Regions from separate parts of the Mus musculus genome. Here all the other regions are linked to region 3. The links are chromatin contacts, called in public Hi-C and Micro-C maps. All regions are on one chromosome and are shown on one strand. Each heading gives the region's core, a stretch centred on a gene start, on an enhancer-like site or on the middle of the called end of the contact. The rest is flanking DNA. Distances are from core to core; before and after follow the strand shown. Region 1 holds the start of Lfng (LFNG O-fucosylpeptide 3-beta-N-acetylglucosaminyltransferase). Region 2 holds the start of Adap1 (ArfGAP with dual PH domains 1). Region 3 holds the start of Elfn1 (leucine rich repeat and fibronectin type III, extracellular 1).

What was found. A called contact is a pair of places that touch in the nucleus more often than the background predicts.
Region 1: a Micro-C map of embryonic stem cells shows a contact between it and region 3, with 2.2 times the contacts expected there. The contact joins the promoter of Lfng here to the promoter of Elfn1 in region 3. A contact is called at or near these places in 4 of 39 promoter capture datasets (embryonic stem cells, hippocampal neurons, liver and 1 more), 3 of 484 Hi-C or Micro-C datasets (all in embryonic stem cells) and 2 of 115 datasets of contacts at active chromatin or transcription factors (embryonic stem cells and stem cell-derived neural progenitor cells).
Region 2: a contact with region 3 is called in a Hi-C map of embryonic stem cells, with 1.8 times the contacts expected there. The contact joins the promoter of Adap1 here to the promoter of Elfn1 in region 3. A contact is called at or near these places in 2 of 484 Hi-C or Micro-C datasets (the G1E-ER4 cell line and embryonic stem cells).

The regions. Positions count from the first base shown.
Region 1 is chr5:140,605,837-140,608,818 of GRCm38.p6, reverse strand. Lfng (LFNG O-fucosylpeptide 3-beta-N-acetylglucosaminyltransferase) reads right to left here and starts at 1,478. Exons shown (of 8, transcript NM_008494.3): 1 at 975-1,478. The coding sequence starts at 1,403.
Region 2 is chr5:139,324,176-139,327,346 of GRCm38.p6, reverse strand. It overlaps Adap1 (ArfGAP with dual PH domains 1), which reads left to right and starts at 1,883. Exons shown (of 11, transcript NM_172723.4): 1 at 1,883-2,066. The coding sequence starts at 1,985.
Region 3 is chr5:139,906,445-139,909,626 of GRCm38.p6, reverse strand. Elfn1 (leucine rich repeat and fibronectin type III, extracellular 1) reads right to left here and starts at 1,761. Exons shown (of 2, transcript NM_001384186.1): 1 at 814-1,761.

The DNA of each region.
Region 1 (2,982 bases), core at 229-2,728, 700 kb before region 3:
TGTTGCCTTGCCCAAGGGGCCGGCGTGAGAGCAGCCTAGCGCTGGGAATCCTAACGGCACCACAGCCAAACAAAACCCATGGCCCCCCGCTGCCCCCTCCCGAAGGCCTGCTGAGCCCCTGGGAAAGGGACGCCTCATTCTCAGGAGGCTACGGTGGGGTTCTCAGGGCCCCTCTTTGACCAAGACTAGATAGGAGCCTGTCCTCTTAACCTCCACTGTCCTAAAGCGAAGTCTCACTGGGGCTGGGTCAGGAAGGAAAGTGAGTCTTAGTCTTCACACCAAATATCTACCCCCACCCCTACACACACACACACACACACACACACACACACACACACACACACACACACACGCAGTGCACTCTGCTCTCCCGCCCCAACGGTCCTGTTGTAGCCTCCAGGGAGATTTTCAAAGTGGGGTGTGTCTTTTTATTATGTGTATGAAGTTGGTCTAACAGGAGGTGGGGGAGCTGAGCTACTGAAGTCAGGGTTCTGAGCAAGTCTGGAGAACTAGCACCCATTTCTTTCACTTTGCCTGGTCCAGGGGTGTGCTATGCCTTTTCCTCCCTCCCTTTCAAGGGGGCGTACCTTCCACCCAGGAAGAAGGAAGGGGAGTGAAGGGGACCCAGGATGGAACTGAGCCAATTTGCTCGAAAAAGTTTAGGAACAAATATGGCCATTCACTCCAGTGTTTAGGAGAAGCGTTACAGAGCCAGCCCTAAGCTGGAGGCGACTCATCCAGACACAGAGCATGTGGCTGGGGTGACCCTGGGCAACACGGAAGGAAGCTTCCAGGGTAGTAAGGCAAAGTGAACCCCAGCAGCCACACGGGGCTGTAATGGGATTTATCAGTGTCATCGTTTCCCAGATAGACCCAAAGCAATTAACGCATCGGGAACCGCTATCGTCAGTCACCAGTTGGACCAGAGGGTGATCCCCACTTCATCCCCCTGCCCAGGCCGCGCTGGGTCTCACCATCTCCTTGTGGCGCGAGATCCAGGTCTCGAACAGCAGATCGAGCCGCGCGCGGTGAAACTTTCTGGTGGTCTTGACGGCGATGAAGACGTCGCGAGGGGACAGAACTTCGGCGGGGGGACGCGGATGGCCGTCGCCCTGGCGAGAAGCGACCCCGGGCGGTGGATCCGCGTCTCTGCGCGCGCGGGTGAGTAGACTGAAGTACTCGGAGAGGCTATGCACCTCGCGGGTGAGGACTCCGGGATCCACAGCCGCCCTGGACCCTGAAGCCGGAGCTCCTCCAGAGGAGCCCGCCAGGCTACGCAGCGCGCGCCGTCCGCGCTCAGCGGGCATCGGAGTCGGTGGCGGGTCGGCCGTGAGCACCAGGAGACAAGCCAACAGCGCGCCCACCAGCGCCAGCAGCAGGCGCCGGCCGCACCGCTGGAGCATGGTGGCCGGCGGCCGCACGTAATATCTATCCCAGTGCCAACTGGTCCGGCTGCCCGAGGCTCCCGGTCCAGCTGCGCGCCTCTCGCTTCAGGAACTCTTAAACCTCCCCTGCCCGCCACGCCTCCACGCGCTAATTGGCTGCTAGCCTTGGGGCGTAACCTTTAGGGAGATCTCTCCTTCCCACGTGGGATACGGACAAGGGGCTGGGAACCACCCAGCTGGGGTACCCACGGCACCCGCCCCCTTTGTGCACGAGCCTGTCCCGCCTGCGCCGAGTCACCCTCCGGAGCTGCTCTGGGAGACACCCAGCCTGACCAACGCCCGCCACGGCTGCACGTGGAGGACGCGCCCCCGAAGCTGGGACCTGGGTGATAGGGCCAGTGCTCCTCCGCGGGCGACATCCTTGGCTTCTCGCTGTGCATTTCCTGTCCCCGAGCGGGTTTCCTTCCCTGGGGAACGGTGCTGACTGAGCCAAAGTGGTAGCCTGCAGTGTGTCCTGAGCGATTAATTTTGAGCTGCCCTTACTGATACTTATGTCTTAGGAGTGGACCTGAAGTTCAGGCAAAAGGGTATCAGTGACAAAATTCTACGTCCCTCCGTCGGTCCATCCTTCCCTCCTCCCCCAGGCAGGCCTGTCTTGGCATCATGTTCCTAAATGGGGAGGGTTGGTCCCCAAAAACCTCAGGCACCCCGTAGCGAGGAGACACTCAAGCAGCCTCTTTCCTCGAAGGATGAAAGGCTACCTTCTGTTCCATTTGGTTCCTCCGCACTCCTACCAGATGTGACCCAGCTGTGCGCCATCCCAGACCCGCCTCCCCGGCACACGGCCCCCTTCCCACGGGCGGGGGCCTTGCCTGCGCCTAGCACGAGCGGGGGCGGCAGGAATGTGCGCCTAATGGTAGGGTGAGAGGCTACGGGTCCGGAAATGGCCAAGGGTCCCCTGGAGTGGGAGCAGGGTCCGAGCCCGAGCCTGCTGCATCTTCCGGGAGCGCAGCTGGGGGCGGCTCTCCGCCTGGCTGCCCCTGGGTCTGGTTGGCTTCAGTTTCCGCGTCCCCCTTCAAAGGAAGTCTGAGCCCACCCTGCCACCACGGATAAACTGCTGTTCCTTCTGTCGCCGACTCCCTAGCGTTTATATTTTAGACCGGAGTATCATTTCTAATTATTTCTCTACTACACTCTTCTTAATGTCCGTCCCTCTCTTGGAGGTTAAAAGAAGGCATCAGGCTGGATCAGGTAAAGACTTACTGCAGGGGCTGGCCAGATGGTTCAGTGGGCAAACGCAACTGTCACCTAGGCAGATTTGAGTTTATTTCCCAGGACCCACATGGTCAGAAAGAACCAACAATATGTTGCCCTCTGACCTCCACACGTGCAACTTGGCCTGAGCAACACACATTTATACACACGCACGCACGCACGCACATACACATACGCACACCTGCTTTCAACAAAATTCTTTTCAAAATGAAGACAGACATGATAGCCCATGTAGCAGGCTTGGACGATTGCTGAACATTTAAAGGCAGCCTGAGTTACAGAGTGAATATCGGGTCAGCCCCTGCTGCCGTGTAAAAGAGCG
Region 2 (3,171 bases), core at 634-3,133, 580 kb after region 3:
TGGTTAGATGCCCAACCCAGGCCTGGGAAGTGCTAGGGTATTGGGGCTGGGGTCTACAGCCGAGACCTGGACAGCAGAGGAGAGGACTGGAAGGGCAGAGAAGAGGAAAGCTCAGATGGGTGAATCATCTTTGCTGGCAGCAACACAGGCCTGAGACGGCAGGGTGCAGGCTCAGGCCTTGCTGCCTTTGAGCTGTCCTTGATAGGCCTCGGTCTGGCCCCAGGAAGGAGCTTCCTCACTGACAATTTGTTCTCTTTAGGGAGATGGGGTCTGTGTCTCTTTGTCTCTCGGGTTTGCTGTCACTCTAGTTCTGTCATGCATACGTGTGCCTCAGTTTCCCTGACTATAAAATGGGGGTTGAATAAGAAAGCATAGGTGGCACTCCATGCTTGTTATTTGAGCACTCAAGAGACGGTGGCAGGATTGCTGCAAGTCTGAGACTGACTGGATTACTAGAGACCTGGGACACAACTACTACCATTAGTCTATTTTTGTCTTGATTCTGTATTTTTGTTGCTTGTTTGTTTGTTTGTTTTTAAAGACTGGGTCTCGTATAGTCCAGGTTGTTCTCCTCATACTAGATGTGTAGCTGAGGATGGCCTTGAACAGCGGATCCTCCTGCCTCGACCTCCTGGGCACTGAGAGTAGAGGCATCCGTCAGTACTCCTAGGTTCTGTGGTGCCGAGGACACAATACGCAGCTCGGTGAATGCTGGGTAAGCTCTCTATCCATTGAACCACTTCCCCAGCCCCCAGCAGTCTGCATTTTGCTTCATTCTCCAAGCTCCTGCTGTGTGCCAGGTCTGGAGCCAGGCTCCAGTAGGCTTCAGGAGAAAAACATTAGATCCGTTAAACAACAAGCCTACAGCGCCACCGGCCTCAAGACCTCCAAAATGTGCATTGGGGCAGGTTGCATGTTCTGTCTCCTGATCCCAAAACAAGTTCTGCAATGGCATGACAGCCAGGTCAGGAGGGACAGATGCCCCTGGCAAGACAACAGCCTCAGCAGAGGGCCACCAGGTGGAGTCGGCCAGGATTGCAAACGTTCATGACATCAAAGTAGACACTCAGAAAGACAATGTGCAGTAAAGCAGCATGACATACGTGGTGGGACAAAACGGACCCTTCCTCCCCAGGAAGCAAGAGAGAGCATAACGAAGAGGCTAGGGTCCCAACAACCTAACTTCCTCCCAGTAGCCCTGACCACACTATAGCATCACCGTGGGGACTGTGCCCTTAACCCAGGGGCCTTTGCGGGGCAGGGAACACTGTGGGGCCAAATCATAGAGCAACCAACACCCTGGCTGTGACATATTAGCAGGAGTAGACTCTCAGGAGGCTTTGGAGATGGCTTTCATTTCTCAGTTGGGTGTGGCCATTGGCTTCTAAATGGCTACTATTGCGTTTATAATGGAGAAAATGGAATTTGAAAAGAAATGCTAGGGCCAGTTAAAGAAGCAGACACCCGGCTCTGGGAGGGAGCGGGCCAGAGATCAGGAAGGGTGTGGCCAGTTCTTGTCCTATCTCTTGGAGATGAGACTATAGACTTGGACACGTGTGAGGGTGGAGCCCTTCGATCCTTTTAGTACTGGAATTTGTCATTCATAGGTAGGGCTAGCCTGAGCTGCCCGCGACCTCAGCTTCAACCCAACAGGCACGCTTGCGTGTTGGGTGGCCCATCCTTCCGCAGCGCGGGTTCCCTGCGACCCCGCCCCAGGTGGACCCGTTGAGGCCGGGCTCTCCAAGAGGCCGCTCCCTGTCCGCGCCGCTGGGGGCCGCCCGCGGGCCGCGCCGTCCCGGGCGCGCCGTGCGTTACTCCCCGGTCCCCGCGCGCGCAGCTCCGCTCAGGGCGGCCCCGCGCGGCGACACGATCGGGGCCGGCGCGCGGGCTGAGCGGTGGCGATGGCGCAAGGCGGGCGGCGGGCGCGCGGCGCGGGGCCCTAGCGGGGCGGGCGTGCTCGGGACGGCGCGGTGGCCGCGCAGCCATGGCCGGGGAGCGGCGCCGGGCGCTGCTGGAGCTACTGACGCGGCCGGGGAACACGCGCTGCGCTGACTGCGGAGCCCCGGGTAGGTGCGGGACGGGCGGAGGCGCGGGGTGCGGCCGGGTGGACAGGACTGCGTGGGGGGCGCGGGGGATGGGGACGCGCCACGCGCTGGGTCCTGGCTGGGTTGGGGCGCGGCCCGGGTGCACCTGCCGGCGTCAGGGACTGGCAGTGGTGAGGCGCAGCATCCGGAGGGCACCTCGCGGGCTCCGTGCGACCTGTGCCGCCGACTCCCCTCCCCCGCCGGGCTGCGTGTCACGCTGTCACCCGCAGCCGCCTCCCCTCCCCAGCCTTGCGAAACCTTGGCGTCTCGGGGTATTAAAAAAAAAGAGGAAATCAGCAGGGGCGGTTGGCTTGCAAGGAAAGCGGCCAGTGAGCCCAGGGTGTCTGCCAGGGAGTATGGGGTCCACCTGGTTCCCAGCTACCTGGAGATGACGTCATGGCATCCCTGCCTGGGGCCACCGTCTTGTACAGACTCAAGGCTGGGGGAGGATGCAGAGCCTTGGGTGGCCCTGTGAGGACATTCTGGCCATGTGCCTTTGGCTCTCTCTACCTAGCTTCTCTGGGATCAGGACAGTCGGGGACAGGTGGGAGTCATAGACGCATATGTCAGACATCTTCCAGACTTTGTCCCTTGGTTGCTCCAGGTTTGGAAGGATTTGTAGGGGCCAGAACACAGGGGCTCAGGATTGGCTATGGAAAAAGGGCCGGGTTCTCTGACCAGCTGGCAGGCTCTGAGAGCTGGCCCTCCCAGGCCGATCCTATCTGGGTATGCAGGTGGGGACAGGGCATTTCAGGGATATCAGGGGGCCCTAGCATGAACCCCTCAGAACATACCAGGAATCAATTCCTTGGGGACTTAACTCTATCTCCCTGAGATGCAGGCGGAAAGCCTGCAGTCTGTAAATAGGACCTCCTTCCCATCTCTCCCCCACATCCCCGCCTCTGGGCTGAAGAGTGCCAGCCTGAGGCTGAGAATCTGCTAGCCAATAGTAAGTGCATGCCACCCCAGGGGCCCTGGTGTCCCTGGGAGGAGACATTGACCAAGCTTCAGTGGGAAGTAGGCAAGATGAAGTAGCCCTTTCCTGGTCTCTTGGGGCACCGCAGGGCCCTGACGGTGGTGCAGCGGG
Region 3 (3,182 bases), core at 512-3,011:
ATGGGACCCATGAAAACTGAGGAGGGTCAGTCTCTGGCTGGGGTCTGGAAGCACCTCGCAGCCAGTGGTTTTCCCAGTCCCTACAGGCTCTTGTCAAAGGCGCCTGTTAATAACTAGAAGCCAGTTCCTTCCAGGGAGCTGGACAGAGCCCCGGCACCCGGCTGGGGTGGGGGTGCGGGTCTTACATTACCCTCCCCACGGCTCCAGCGCCTGGAGACCAGTGTGCAGAACGAAGGCGAGGTCCCACCACCCACTTTTTCTCCTCTTTGAACTACGAGTGGAGGTATTCGGACTGGGGGGGGGCAGCTTCTGGGCCAACTTGGGGCACTAAGGCCGTCCCATGCACCCTACAGCAGACCGACCCCACCACGGCCTAGGCAGCACGCTCAGCAAAGTTTCGGGTCCTCGGTGGTGCTTCCTAATCCGAGGTGGGGGCAGGGGACCCAAGCCCAGGCGCTCCGATCGGCGGAGTCGGGAGGGAAGTTTGTCCAGCCAGAGATCGGCGATCGAGAACTTCGGGTTTTGGGAAGGCGGCTGAGTGGAGGGCGCCCTGGAGCCTCAGACTAAACGCGCTGCATCTGAAACCCCCCGGGTGAAGAGGGGACTCGGTCCAGGTGCGGACGGCCAGGACACGGCGAGGGGGACTGAGGCGATAGGGGCAACCAGGGCTGCGGGAGCCGTTGGGGACTCCCGCGCCACCCGGGAAGCCGGCGAGAGCGTATCCTTCCTGCCCCTCCCCCTCCAGGGGCGGGGACCTGTGGACCCCACGTCTGCGGCAGAGGGGACCACCACTCGCTGCACACCCCTTCCTACCTGAACGGGGTTGTGGCCCCCAGGGTTGAAGGCTCGATCACCGGCTAGCAGAGCACGCGCGCCGAAGTCCCCGGAGCGCCGCGGTGGCGGTGGCGGCGGCGGCGGCGGCTGCCCCTGCTTCCTCCTCCTCTTCCTCCTCGGGGTTCTTGCTGGCTCCAGACAGACCTCCTCCCCCTCCCGCGTTGCCCGCCCCTCCCGGAGCCCGCCGGGCTTGAGGATCGGCCTCTCGCCGGGAGCGGAGAGGAGCCTGCGGGAGCCGGGCTGCGGCGCTCACTGCGTCAAGAGCCGGGGACCGCGCGATCGGAGCAGCCCCGGACCGGCCGGGCAGGCGGGGCGGCCGCGGCGCCGGCGACGCCGAAGGGGCCGGGCGGCTCCGGCTCTCGAGCTCGGGAGCGGGCGCGGCGGCAGCGGCCGCGGCGACGCGAGGCGGTGGTTCATTTTGTGAGCGCGAGGCAGGTCGGACGTGGGAGCCGCGCGGGGAGGGGACCGGAGCAGGGGCGGGGGCCGCTGCACGTCCATAGGTTGCCCCGGGAGGGGATCAAGGCTCCCTGAGGGGAAGTTGGCTGGAGCCGGGGGGACATCTCAGGACGCCGCAACACAGCCTCGCCTCCTTTTCCTGGCTTTGCCTGCGTCCCCTGCCCGCGTCCCAGGCCACTGAGCTAAGAGCCGTGGAGCCCAAGTCCCCGAGTGTCATGGGGTTGGGACCCTTCGTGGCGATGGGAGGTGGGTACGAGAGGCAGAGATGTGCACGCGCGTACAGTCACGCCTGTGCACACACACGCACCCGCAGGAAGCCATGTAGAAGTTGACCCCGAAGTCAGACCCTATGTAAGCGCGCGTGTCACAGCTCCACCCGCAGGGACGATTGTTTCACGGGGCGGGCGGCGGGGAGGGGAGAATCAGAGATGGTACAAGGTTGTCAGGCCCTCCGAGATGCAACATTCTCTCTTCCCACCAGGGACTTGCTCTCTCCTAAGGTCACCGACCCCCTTCACAGTCCCTCCTCTCTGCATTGTATGTCACCACCCCCTTGGGCTGAGAGGCCGGGAGGCGTGAGATCAGCCTGGCACCTTCCCATTCCCGGAAGGTTCCGAGTAGTGGATTCCCCTCCCACTAGCCTCTGTGTGTGTGGGGGGGGGGAGTTAATGTGTGCTTTCCGGGGATCCAAGTCATCCCTCTGGGGCTGTCCACCCTCCCACCCACCCCCACCCCCCACCCCCATGGTTCCAGGAACACTGACTGAGCCCGCTGGTATCCCATTCCCTACCGCGCCCCTTCCCCAGGCGGTAGCTTTGGCCTTGGGTTGAAAATCAAAATCAAGTTCAAGAGCGCCCTCGCCGGGCTAAGGCCTTGCGCACAGCTTTCGAGCCTCCGTGCGCTTGCGGAGCTGAAGGACCCCCCTTTGGGCAGAGTGGGTGCAACCCTTTTTGGACGCCTCCTCCGAGCTGGAGCACTCTCAAGAGCCAGGCTTCGGGACACAATGCCAACGAAGGGGACTGGAGCCGCAGAGTGCAGCCAAGTATACATAGTAAGGGGCGAGGAGAGGCTGGGGGCGGGGACTTGTCCCTTGGGTTGCCAGACCACCAGGGACCAGCATGGGAATAGCCTGAACCTTGGAGTAGCGCGGCCAGAGGACCAGGAGCTTCCCGAGCTCGGGTCCTGTGGCCTGTCCTGCGACTCGACTAGATCCAGCCTGCAGCACCGGCAGGCAGCCCACACTTGGCCGATCCTAGGCTTTCCCCAGCCCCATTTTTCCTTTGGAACCCTGAGGAGTGAGATTCCAGTTAGGGACTGAGGGTAGAGGAGGCTCTATCGTCTTTCCGGTGGATTCTTAGACACAGAGCATGGTGGTCAAGGACAGAGCTGTGGGTCTACCCTTGCTCAGACCTCAAGAGAATCCAGCCGGGACTGAAGGCTCCAAAGCCTGCTTTTAGGGTAGCTTTTGCCGGGCCCTTCAAAAAAACAAAAAACAAAAAACAAGCCAGGCACCCCTCAAGCTGGGAAGGCCACAAGCTAACCCCTGGCCAGAGCCACGGGGATGAGGCCAGAGCTTTCTCCTGGTTCTCTCATCTCCCGCCCCGCCCCCATTCCTCCCTTCCTCTCCCATTCTCCTGAGCCATGTCACTAGCAGGCATGTGTACATGACCCAGGGTGGACACTATGTATGTTGCACCCACACGTTTGCAGAGCAGGTTCACACCTAACGGGCACACCCCATAATTCACCCCTTAGCCCACCCTCATGAAGAACATGAAGTTCTGGCAGAAGTTCACACACATCTTTGCCGACGCCCACGCCTCCCCCCTCCCCACAACCAGGAACCTTACCAAGAAGTTATAGAGTAGGGCTTCAGTCGCCAAGGCACCCCA